Regions from separate parts of the Mus musculus genome. Here region 1 is linked to region 2. A link is a contact called in public promoter capture Hi-C data. All regions are on one chromosome and are shown on one strand. The core of a region is the stretch at or near the end of the contact, and the rest is flanking DNA. Distances in the headings are between cores, read along the strand shown.

The links. Capture Hi-C pulls out chosen DNA fragments and counts their contacts.
Region 1: a contact with region 2 is called in a promoter capture Hi-C map of liver, with 3 times the contacts expected there. The contact joins the promoter of Pifo here to the promoter of Inka2 in region 2. A contact is called at or near these places in 1 of 39 promoter capture datasets (pre-B cells) and 1 of 9 other capture datasets (liver).

Annotation. Positions count from the first base shown.
Region 1 is chr3:105,996,765-106,002,801 of GRCm38.p6, forward strand. Pifo (primary cilia formation) reads right to left here and starts at 4,733. Exons shown (of 6, transcript NM_029604.3): 1 at 4,563-4,733; 2 at 4,334-4,479; 3 at 3,608-3,706; 4 at 2,764-2,894; 5 at 1,508-1,625; 6 at 193-435. The coding sequence starts at 4,623. The coding sequence ends at 367.
Region 2 is chr3:105,702,302-105,708,343 of GRCm38.p6, forward strand. Inka2 (inka box actin regulator 2) reads left to right here and starts at 2,298. Exons shown (of 2, transcript NM_175398.4): 1 at 2,298-2,524. The coding sequence starts at 2,468.

The DNA of each region.
Region 1 (6,037 bases), core at 3,483-5,982, 300 kb after region 2:
AATCCTATCTAAGTCCTTGATATATAGGGGCTAAAATCTAACTAGTGGCAAAGCTAGTTGTAGAACATTCAAGATGGATACCTGAGAACGAGAAGCAGTATTTAAGAGATCCCTGAGTATTTCTCAAAAATAAAACAATCTGGTTAGATAACCAACAGGGACAACTAGACCACAAACAAAGAGACAGAGTAGGAACATTCTGAACCAGCCTTTATGTATTTGGAGGGTGACAATGAGACCCTGTCCCTCTCTGGACACGAAATGGGCAGACAAGAGGGCCGAGGAACACAGAAATACAGGAGCAATTATGTCCTCAGTTCTGGAGACTCTGTGGTCAGGACAGCACGTGAAGACAGTGCCTACATTTCACTGGTAATATAGGCTAAAGTAGGCCACACGGCTACGATGCTTTCTAAAGTCCTTGTCTGCGGACAGCTGCAACGAAAGAAAATTGTCTAGCTTAGTATCCTAGTGAGGATCTTCTGCTTCCGATCTTCCTGGCTACATGAAATAAAACTTCACAGTACTGACCCTATGGTCTAAGTAAAGCCAGGCCCAATAATAATTGAGGTGTAGTGATTCAACATTTGTGAACTGAGAACATCATACTCTGGTGTTTATCATGCTAGGAATTAGTAGCTATGTGGAAAATTCTGAGTAGTTGATCAGCATCTTGAAGGCAAGGATTGTACGTTTAACTATGTTACCCATAGGCCCTAGCATATACATCTATATATTAAGCATATAACAAATATTTATGGACATAATCCTCAATTCCACTAGGGAAAAAACATAAATCTAGAATTATGATGGCAAATCCATATTAGGTACATATTCTTATGTACCGTATTAAATGATTTTCCATATAACTGTTATTAAGCTTTATAACAATGCCAGAAAAATTAATTGCATTATTAAATCCATTTTAAAGATAAAAATTGATGCATAGAAAATCCCTAAAGACCATAAAGGAACCCAAGACAGAACTCTTATTTAAAGACAGGTAATACGCTCCACATTCTTGACCAGGATGCTCTCCAGTTCTGCAGTGATCTGACTCACATGTGATATGTCAGAAAGAGCAGTGAATCAGGAGTTATAAATATGAACTGCAGCTGCCCAGTCACCTAATCATTACTATTCTCAATATCTTCCTATGTTATATAGGCTATTTTTTCTTGTTTACTTTAAGGGATTATCAGAAGCAGTTATTCCCTTATCTAAGGAACAAATAAAATATGATATTTGGTTAGTCATAATTATTTATAAAATGCTAATGCAGATGTATAACTCTCCAAAAAGATCCTCACATTCACACACACACACACACACACACACACACACACACATACACACACACACACACACACACACACACACACACACACTCACTCCTTCAGGGGATCATGAACTACCTTAATTTCACTTACAGACTTCTGGTTAAGAATAAATGATATATAGTATGTAGTACTAGACAGAACAGTGTTTTAAAGGCCACTCTTATTACCTCAGCCTTTAGAGTCCTTTTCTCTAGACATGGAACCTGAGACCAGTCTGGAGATCCAAATTTCATTGGCCAAGTAACTTTTGGGACTGACTTCATCTCTGGATTGTATGTGCCAGGGCTAGAAATAAATAGAAATACAGATATCATGGTAGATGACTGAACAAAACATCTTACCAGTCTTTGGGAAAAGAGGACTAGCCTTTTGATGTCAGGCAAACATGAGCATCATTTCCCTGTTATTTTATTTCTCATTAGGTTAAAGAAAACCAGCCTCAACATCCAAATAGGGTAATGACAGACTCTAGTTTAAGAATATTTCTGTAACTCAGTGTCCTCAGCCGACAGGCCAGCAGATACCAGAAGAGTGAGTGGTCAGAGACCCACTGTGATGACAGATAAGTGCTGCCCAAGATCTGAACTTCATGAAAGACATTCAGCAACAACCTAGCCTACAATCTAGGGACAAGCAAAGCAGAACCATTTGCTTTTCTTGTCACTGAGATTAGTTTTGGGTTGCCTTTGTTTGTAATCCTCTTACAGACTCTATTGTGAGGGGATATTTCCTTCCTTCTCACTATACCCTAGCCATGATAATGTCTCTCCTTTTCGACCTCATCAAATTCTTTCTTAATTTAAAGTTTTTGTGCTTGTGGTTCTTTCTGCTCTGTCTTTACACCTTCATAGAAATGACTTAATCTATTTGTTCAGGTCTCAGATCCAATAGTACTTGCTGAATGCTTTCCTTAACAATCTCAGATAAAGTAGCCTCCAGCGTATCGCTCTACATCCTGTTCTAATGCCTCTCTCTATAGGACAGCACCAGCTCACCACATGTTCAGGTGTGAGCGTGACAGGGCTTATGCTACTGTCCTGGGGTAACTGTCACTTGGCCTACTTCACTCGTGGAAGTGTTGAAGTTTGATTAGTGAATTATATGGTTAGTATTCTTACTACTGTTGATATTTTCTCGAGTATTTATGTCTGAGTTTGTTAGTTCTAATATGTAATCTCCAGGAGATCAGGATCCCTGTTTGGTGGGTATAGTGAATGATATATGGAAGCTACAAAACCGCCGGACACATTAGCAAATATCTACTGAATTAATAACTGACTCTACAACCTAAACAGTACCAGAGACCTGGAAAGTTAGATATCAAATCTTTAAAGATTTAGCTGAGAAAGTTTGGATGTAATTCCTGCTTTATGTACTTCTTTTCCTATTTCCCTTCGAAATGCACAGTAAGCAGTAGACATACCCGGGGTAAGAATCACCCTTTGCTGCACTCCTAAATCGAGGCATCAAGATATTAAATGGAGCAAAGCTTTTTTTGTGTTTTTCACTCAAAGTATCAACTTTCTGATACATCCCTGGGTATGGTGTCACATCCTGTAATCACAAAAAGATTAGTGGATTAAATACAGATATCTTTCATAAGATATAATCTATATCTTGATAAGATATAATTTAACACAAATCACTTAAGGTAAACAAAACAGAGTCATTTTTATCCTGTTTATAAGTCATCTACATACAGGTTAGTGTGTCAAAGATGTAGAAATAGGGCCTTGTAGGCAAAAACCTAGTATGGGGCTGGGGAAGTTGTATAATGACATACAACACACAGAAATAAACTTAGTATGGGTAAGGAACCAATGTTAGTTGGTACAGTCTACCACTGGGAGAATTTTATAGTTAGTATCTCCAGTCCTTGACTGTCTATGTGGAAAACCACTAATAAGAGAGTAGGAACTTATGCAGCCCGGTTAGAGCTCAGTGAAAGCACATTTGCCTGGTGCAGTCTAGGCTCAGAACTACATCAGAAAAAGAAAGATAAGATTTCCCCCCACATAATTAGACTTGAAATCTAGCCAGACACATATACCACAAAGTAAAAAAGTTGGAATTTATCCTTTAACTGACAAGATAACGTGATGTATGTAGGTTCTCAATTTCAACTTTTGGTTATTAAAACCTTGCTTTGGATCCATTTCTTTAGTGAAGGGCTTTTCTCCCTGCTTCCCAATCATCTACCTGTGTTAATGTCTCAACATAAATTTATGTTGCCACATGATCCACCCAGAACAATCCCAGAACATTACCTTGCTGATTGGCTTAAACCTCACAGCTGTCCTGGCTCCAATAGCATAGCCTTTCGTACTGGTTGGGACTTTCGATAGATTATATGCCAAACCATTCCACTTCCAGTGGAAGGAAGAGAACGAAGGCGGGGTGGGGTGGGGGGTGGGGTGGGCGTGGGGTTGGGGTGGTGGTGGTGCGGTGGTGGGGTGGGGTGGAGAAAGAAGAAAAGCATCAGAATTAGTAACACAATCCTAGAACGGCCTTCAAAGTGGAGTGAATACAGAATGTGTAAACTTCTCTGCAAGACATGGCCTTCCCCCACCTTGTCTTGGTTCTTTTATAGTCAAAAGCATAGAGTTCAACAAATGACACAAGTGACTTTGCAAAGAGGTGTGGCTGGACAGACAAACACATGAATTTCTGTGTATCCCAATGGCTTCAGTCTTTAGAGCTGTCAACAACTGAATTTACTTTTATGGAAGAGTCAGCCTGAAGATTGTACTGACTGACAGCTCAAGAGGGCGCTGGAAGTGAAGACAGGGAAGGGATTATATGAAGACAAGCTTGCGTTTAGTGGGGGATGGAAAGTGGCGAACTATCGTAGTTTACACATAGGCTCTACAGCTTGTCTCATATTGGGACCCAGAAATTAAAGTTACACATAGAGCAGTTTTTCTCCCAGAACACCTATGCATCCTGCTGTAGACAGGAAACTGAGTCCCACCCAAGGGGAAGTGAATACTTACATCTGTTGCTGCTGCATAACACCCAGGGCCTGTGTGGGGCATTCCCCTAAGAGGGAGATACAGGTTCCCCAGCCAGGTTGGGGGATGGTAGTGAGGAAAGAGTTTCCTCGCTTGACGTGTTCCAAAGGAGTAATTATTCACCTTCCCTAAAGATCAAGAGAAGAAACTCCAGGTGAGCACGTGGGTGGAGGGAAGCATGGGGCAAGGGGACCGTGCTGCCAACTCTTACATTGTAAAGCAGGTGTAACTCCACGGAGCGGAGGAGCAACCGGTATTTCCTCCGTGTTCATCTCTCCTGCTCTTCTTACCCTTCTTCTGCTGTCTGCTCTGTAAATCTCTGCTACTCTCCTTACCTATTCTGCTGAAGCACATCCTGCAGGGTGCTAGGATTAGCTCTGTGTACTACGTTGCCAAGGGAACGGAACCGCGGAGAGCTCTGAGCGCGCCTGCGCAGCAGGTTGCTCAGGACACAGGTCAAGTTACATCTAAGCTTTGAGGCTCTTAACTCTAGAGGGTGGCACCAGCTAGGCACCAGGTGGAAGGGCTACATGGGTGAGTGTGTGGAAAACTTCTTTGGAAAAGTCCACGAAGAATACACTGCTGTAAAGGTAGGTCTATGGGGCTCAGATCACCCTAGGTCTGGACTCCGGGGACCAGAAAAGGAGAAAACTCTGTGCTGACAAGTGAGGAAGATTGTGCCTCTGAACGATGCCTGGAGCAGAGGACTGTGGGGCAGGTGGGTGTTGAGATTGCGCTGACAGCAAGGACCCCATCAGGTCCATTTTAGATCCGTTTTTCTTTTTCCTCAAGTCTGAGATCGTGTGTGTGTGTGTGTGTGTGTGTGTGTGTGTGTGTGTGTGTGTGTGTGTAGGGGTGCAGGGGTAGGAGAGCGCAGGAACGTGTGGGTAGGAGGCTTTCAAAAGCTAATGGCTCTCAGTGGAACACTAAGAGTGCATTTGCATTGTTGAAGAGCTTAATAATTTAACATTTTTGTAAGTCTCAGTATCCTCATAATTCTACTGACAGGTTTGCTGAGTGTTTTAAGGCTGTGGAAGCAAAACCACACAGTGTGTACTTCCTAGCAGTTGTCAACGTAAAAGGTTTTCATCACATAGATAACAGCCAACTAACCTTTGAGCTTTTTCATACTACTGAGAGAAAGAACATCAGAATGTTTGTTATTAAACTTTGTCCTGTGCAGAAACAAGAACTTTTCTCCCCTGTGTTTTAGGGTAGCTTTACGACTTGTCCAGGTATAGGAGGTAACAAGACACACTGTCTGGCCCATGCTGCTGTGTGTCTTCCTTCCTCCCTCCCTCCCTCCCTCCCTCCCTCCCTCCCTCCCTCCCTTCCTCCCTCCCCCCCCCTCTCTCCTTCCTTCCTTAGATTATTTTTTAGATTTTTTTATTAGATATTTTCTTTATTTACATCTAACCCTTTACTAGTTTTCCCTCTGAAAATCCCCTATCCCTTCCCTCCTCCCCTGCTCCCCAATCTACTCACTCCCATTCCTGGCCCTGGCATTCCCCTATACTGGGGTATAGAACCTTCACAGGACCAAAGGCCTCTCCTCCTATTGATGGCCAACTGGTCCATTCTCTGCTACATATGCAGCTAGAGCCACGAGTCCCACCATGTGTTTTCTTTGGTTGGTGGTTTAGTCCCTGGGAGCTCTGGGGGTACTGGTTGGTTCATATTGTTGTT
Region 2 (6,042 bases), core at 1,048-3,547:
GTTTATTTAACCATGGCAACAGGCTTTATTCTCTATCACTTAGGCCCTTAAAAAGGGAAGAAACAGAAAGGCAGTTCATCTCCCTGCTGTTGCTTTCTGGAAGAAGTAGAGATAGAGAGAGAAGGAGAGATAGAGGTAGGAGAGATGGGGACCTATTCTCTCTTTACTCACACTAACCTCAGACTTGCAATGGCCCAGCATTATAGAAGGACTTCAGATACTTGCTGGTACTTGTGTTCCAACATCCTGGGGAGCCATACAACAATATGTGTACCCCTAATTTATCTGGAAATCTCTTGTGATCTCTGTACAGAGATTGTGGTTATCAGTTATGTCTTTCAGTCTCCATCTTCAGAGCGGATGAAATGTGTGCAGTCCTTGCTAATGCTGTTTTCTTCACCTGCACAATGGGACATGTATTCTTACGTCTTGACTATTTTGCAGGTGGTCGTCAAAAGGCAGTTTTGTAGGGCTGGAGAGATGGCTCAGTGCTTAAGAGCATTTGCTGTTCTTCCAGAAAACCAAAGTTCCATTTCTAGCACTCACAAGGAAGGAAGGAGAGTCAAAATTGCTTGTAAACAGCTGCTCCAGGGGGAGGGTGTGGGATTTGTACCTTCATTTGGCCTCCCAGGGTACCTGCACACATGTGGCACACACATACATAAAAATAAATCTTTAAAAAGGCAGAGAGGTTTGTAAGGAGTATGATATGTTAGACTCACAAGGGTTTAAATGATATGCAGGGGAAACTGAGGCCCAGGAAAGCATTTGAGTTGTTGCCCCAACCACAGTGCTACATTTTTGTCAAGAGCTCAGACTGCTTGCCTCTCCTGGCAGTTCAACCACAGCCAGTACCCTAAATTCCAAAGATGTTCATGCCCAGGTTTCAGGGATGGAGAAAACCACAGATCTGCAAATGTTTACCGAGAGCTCCTTACAACCGGCTGCTGTTCTGCAGGGTGAAGATATAACTGTGTAAAAGGGGTGGGGCTTCAGGGTGGGGAACCCACCTCTGTTTCCTAGGAGGGTCATGGTGGAGGATGCTGCTCTGACCCACTACTTTCTTGAACTGATTCAACAGCACCAACACCGTCCAGCCTAACTTTCTGACTGGCACATCACTCTGAAGAGGAGTGAGAAGATAGGCCAGGAGCATAGTCACAGTCACCAAGTTCTTCACCTACCCCCTAAATGTTTTTGAAGAAGTGATCTTGGCTGGCATCAAATGAATGTCCACAGTGTCTGCTTTCTCCCTTCGCGGCTTCTCTTGCATCCTTTTGGTTCTGTCTCACACAGACCACCAAAATCTTGCCAGGGGCAAACTTTCCCCTATTAATTTTCTTGAAACAAAGCAAAGCAAATTGTTACTAATTACTCTGGCAGGCCGAATGGTGAGGTGTTTGCTCACCGAGGGTAACTTAAGTCAGGCAAGTGGCCAGGAGGCCGGCTTTAGAAGTATCGAGTTGGACTGGCCTGCAGAAGCACCCCTTTCGCTGTGCCCCAACTCCACCCCTTACACCCCTAGGAGTTACTGCATGGGTACCAGGGAAATGCCTGTCAACTATCCTCAGAGCGTCCTCAAGTCCTCTTCTCCCCTATTCAAGAAGGCCAGCATTAGGGAGTTCTAGGAAGGGAAAGGCCTGTTTCTCCACTCCCTGCCAACTCTATTGAAACAGCTCCCAACACCCCATCTTTAAATCTTCCATTAAAATTCGCTCTCTGAAGTGACTATCCTCATATTTACTTGTTTGTCTCATAGTTCCTTCTCCTCCACGATAAAAGTTATGCAAGGCTGAGACCTTGTCTCTCTTACTCAGTATCACCAGGTCTACCTTGAACACAATAGACTGCCACACCAGCTGAGACCTAGCGGAAGCCGCTTCCTTCCGCTAGCGCTAGAGAGGAGTGGGCCCGGAGGAGATGAAATGGAGCCGTGAACTTCCAGGACCCTCTTTAGAAAGAAAAGGCTTCTGAGGGATTTAAGGGGAAGGCAAAGGAGAGCGTTTTCTTCTCTGAAAGGAGTTAAGATTCAACACTGTGACCCTCCTGCCTAGTCCTAGTCCTCAATCCTAAAACTGCGTTCTTCCTTTATAATAGACAATGAATGCACTTGACTGGGGGCTTTGCCAGTTCCATGCCCCACAGAACCCAGAACCTAATCAAGACCTCTGCGAGTCTCCCAGTAGTTGCTGCTGTCTGCAAGGCCGGTGACAGACTTTCTCGGGTCGCCAGGCCCGAGCACCCCCCCTCCCCGACCGCTCTTCCCATTGGCCGAAGATACCCCTTCTGAGTTCTCATTGGCTGCTGCACTTTTCCTCCGCCCCTATCCCGGGCATTGAGCGGCAGCAGCGGGGAACGCCGCTCTAAGTCCCCACGCTGGAGCTGAGGCTCGGCTCAGCGCGGATAAGGGCGCGGAGCGCACTGAGAACCCTACTTTCTCGTGAGCCCGAGCCCAGCAAATGGGCGAATGACAAAGGAGAGCAAGGACATGGACTGCTATCTGCGTCGCCTCAAACAGGAGCTGGTAAGATCGGAGCAGGAGCCTGGGGACAGGGAGGACTGCTCCACCCAGACCTAGGTACCTGACTTGCCCCCCCCCCCCCCCCCCGCGCTCCGTGCACCGGGCGGAAGCGGAGAGGAGAGGGGAGGAGAGGAGAGGAGAGGAGAGAGGATGCCAACTGGTAGGTAGAGGCTAGGGACGTTGCTCAGAGGTAACAAACTTTGGCAAAGATTTCTGATGAGATATGGACAAGTAACAGGGAGTCAGAGCACCCAGATAAGTTGAATGTGACAGAACAACTGAAGAGAAAGGAGGACACACCCAGAGGGGACAGGCACACGGACGGAGTAAGGCTCAAGTGTCCAGAGTCGCAGGAATGACAGGCACAGGCATCGGGCGCCAGTGGTCGGGTGCCGGGCTCCTGAAGCGCGCAGACAGGTCCCTGCCCTGTGCAGGAGGTCAGGCTGGACTGCTCGCTCGCTCGTGGGGAGCTGGCACCGCCCGGGGCCCCCAGCTCTGCTGGGCTTGGCAGAGCTGGCGCGGCTGCGGGGGCAGGCTTGGCCGGCTGTCTGCCCGGGCTTGTCTGCCAGCAGGGAGGGGGGTGGCAGCTGTAATGACGGGGGAGGAGGGGTGCCGCCTGGCAGATCGCGGAGCGGGAGTTGTGGAGGCTCGGCCAGATGTCAGGTCTGGGCTTGGGGAGTGCGCTGGGAGTGTGCGGGGCCTCGGGGTGCTGAGGGTGAGTATGCTACCCTGGAGTGGGGGGATGAATCACTGAAGAGGGATAAGTGACTGTTAAGGCTGTGTTAGGGAAGCCAGGTGAATTCTGATTTCTTTCTCTTGCCTCTCTCTCCTCTTGTCTCTCTTCTCTCTCCTCTTTCCCCTCTCCCTCCTCCTTCCCCTCCTTCCCTCCCTTTCTCCCTCCCTTCTGGTTTTCCTTTACCACCAGGATTCAGACAGATAGGTAGGTAATGTGCGTCTTTTCTCAGCTCCGCCCGTCCCTTCTCCATCTAGACTGCCTTAGCTTCTACCTCCCACTCCACCTCTCAATGTCTCCTTCATTTTTATCTCCCATGGCAGTAGGCCCTCCTGGCTCACTTAGCTCCTTCTTTCTTCTATTCAGTCAGGTCACCCAGGCAGATCTGGATTCAGAGAGTGCCCAGCTCAGGCTTCTTAAGATCCCGAGAGATAACCTTTCCAGTCCTAGCTGCAGAGATTCCACTCTGCCTGCCTGGCAATGTGTAACAGGCAGGCTTTGGTGGTAGTAGGGTGGAGAGAGGAAGCAGAAGTAGAATAGCAGGTGCTTTCATTGATGCTCCTGACCAAGACGACCTGGCCCTAGTCTTGTCCGGTCTGGTCCAAGAGACTGCCTTTTCACGTTATAGTTCACTTCCTTAGTCCTTCCCTCTGAGCCCTTTCTGTGATGACATGCAGATATGAAAGTTACTAGCGCTCCAAAACACGTCTTTGCTGCTCTTCCGAACTGTACCAGGTCCTGTACCTTATCAGTTTACATATGCATGCCATGCTAGTTTGGGATGGTGGTCTTGGACCATAAATAAAGTCCCCTGCTCACGGTCCCACTTCACGTGGCCAGTACCAGAAAGACCAAGATCATGGCTGAGGATCAAAGCCCATGCTGAGAAAAGAACAGATTCTAATAGTATCTATCCTCTTTGTGCCTGGCACCTGGGATCATGCCACCACACCAGGAGAAGCATCTATAGAGGGTCTGTGGGTGTTCCTGGCATGGGGATGGATTTTCTAAATCTTAACTGATTTGCATTTTATGGCACTCTATGTGGGAGGTGGTGGGGGAGAAGACAGTCTGCTGATGTCAAGAGAATTTTTTAAGAAAGAAAAGAAATCTGCACTGAGCTGAGCTCCCAGATTTTGATCTGCAAACCCCCACCAAGGCCTTGAGTCCCTGTGCCTGGGAGAAGGAGAGACTAAAGTCACCCACTCCCCTTCGGTTTTCATTTGGCCTTTTGTCTGAGCATCTCCAGCCTTTGACTATCTTGGAGAGGAAGCCAACTGCCTGGCCCAGGGCCCAGAATGACACTCTGATGGCAAAGTTCTTCACTCCCCACCCCGTGGTCCCCTGCTCCCTCCCCACCATCAGCTTACTGAAGAAGAGTCCCAGCAGAGCAATGGGCAGAGCTATCAGTGTTTCACCCCCTGCTGCCTCACCTCAGTATCCCAATAGCAAAGCTGACCTCTGAGCCTCACTATCCCTAATTGGAGCAAAGAGGAAAGCAAAGTGCTGTTAGCCTGGGCCCGCACCTGAGCTGCCTTCCTCCATAGACTGTAGGGATTGAATTTGTGGATCTTGGCTATGGCGTGGATAGGGACCCTTGGGCTTCTCTATACTCTCAGGCTGTAGTGGCCTAAGTATTACAAACATTACATACAGGCTTTTGTGTGCGGTTGGTTCACTCCAGACGGGATCTTCTGTGCCATCCAAAAGGACTGTCTTCTTTCTGGTTCTTGCCCAGGAATGCCTCATGCAATTCTGATTAAGGTCTGCATTTGCTTATTGTATTAAATTCCTGTCAAGAATGCCCTGTAGACCCTACGGGATGAACCTGTTGCAAAAGGCAACTTTAACAGGTTGTGAAATTGTCTTTGTCCAGGGCATCCCATGTTCCCTCTTTTACCCATTTCTTTCCTTGACACCGAAATTCAACCAAGAAGAGTTGTTCCTAAAAAACAAAACAAAACAAAACAAAACAAAACAAAACAAAACCAAACCAACATAGCCAAATGGCCAAATTTCCTGAAGCAAGAAGCATGAATTATAATAATCAATGCAGGAGAGAGGTTGAGAGTTCAGAGACCCTGGCTCAATTAACTCCCGGAGCTAGAGCACTGTTCCTCTCTCCTTGCCTGGAAGAGGAGGAGGGTCGAGTTTCAGGAATGAAGTGCAGCTGAAAGAGTGGCTGCAGCTGACACTCTTCTTAAGTGGGGGTAGGGGCAGGGGCTGCGATGGATGTCCAGCCCAGCGCTTCCCTTTCCCTCCGGCTGCCAGAGAGGGGCCTGAACACAGGCCTTGGGACCAGCTGTTCCTTAAGCACGGCATCCATTCAGGCTTCCAACAAATGTATAGACACAAATGTATAGGCACACAGGAGAAGCAGACGTAGGATGCTAGCAGACACTTCTTGTGAGCTTAGATCAATCCTGAATAAGCCAAATGCATAGAGTTTGAATGATCAGAGCTCTTGAAGTTCGGCTATGCTGGGGTGACTTCCCGGAGGAGGGAAATGTCGTAGGAGGTCATTATGAAATGTCCATCCTAGTTGAGCCCTGGGGAAGTAACCAATGGACTTCTTTCTCACAGGCTGGGAAAAACTCTTACAGGGAACATATATTCCCAGAAGGCAATTCTTCAGTCACTAGTGGCTACAAGTTTAGGGTGTCCTAGCATATGACTAAGGAATGGGGCCCAAAGGCAAAATAAGGAGAAAAGAAGGGTGTGGAGAAGTTATAATTGGAGCTTTCAAGTCTTGAGCAAAGCACCCCCCCCTTTTTTTTTAAACAAAGAA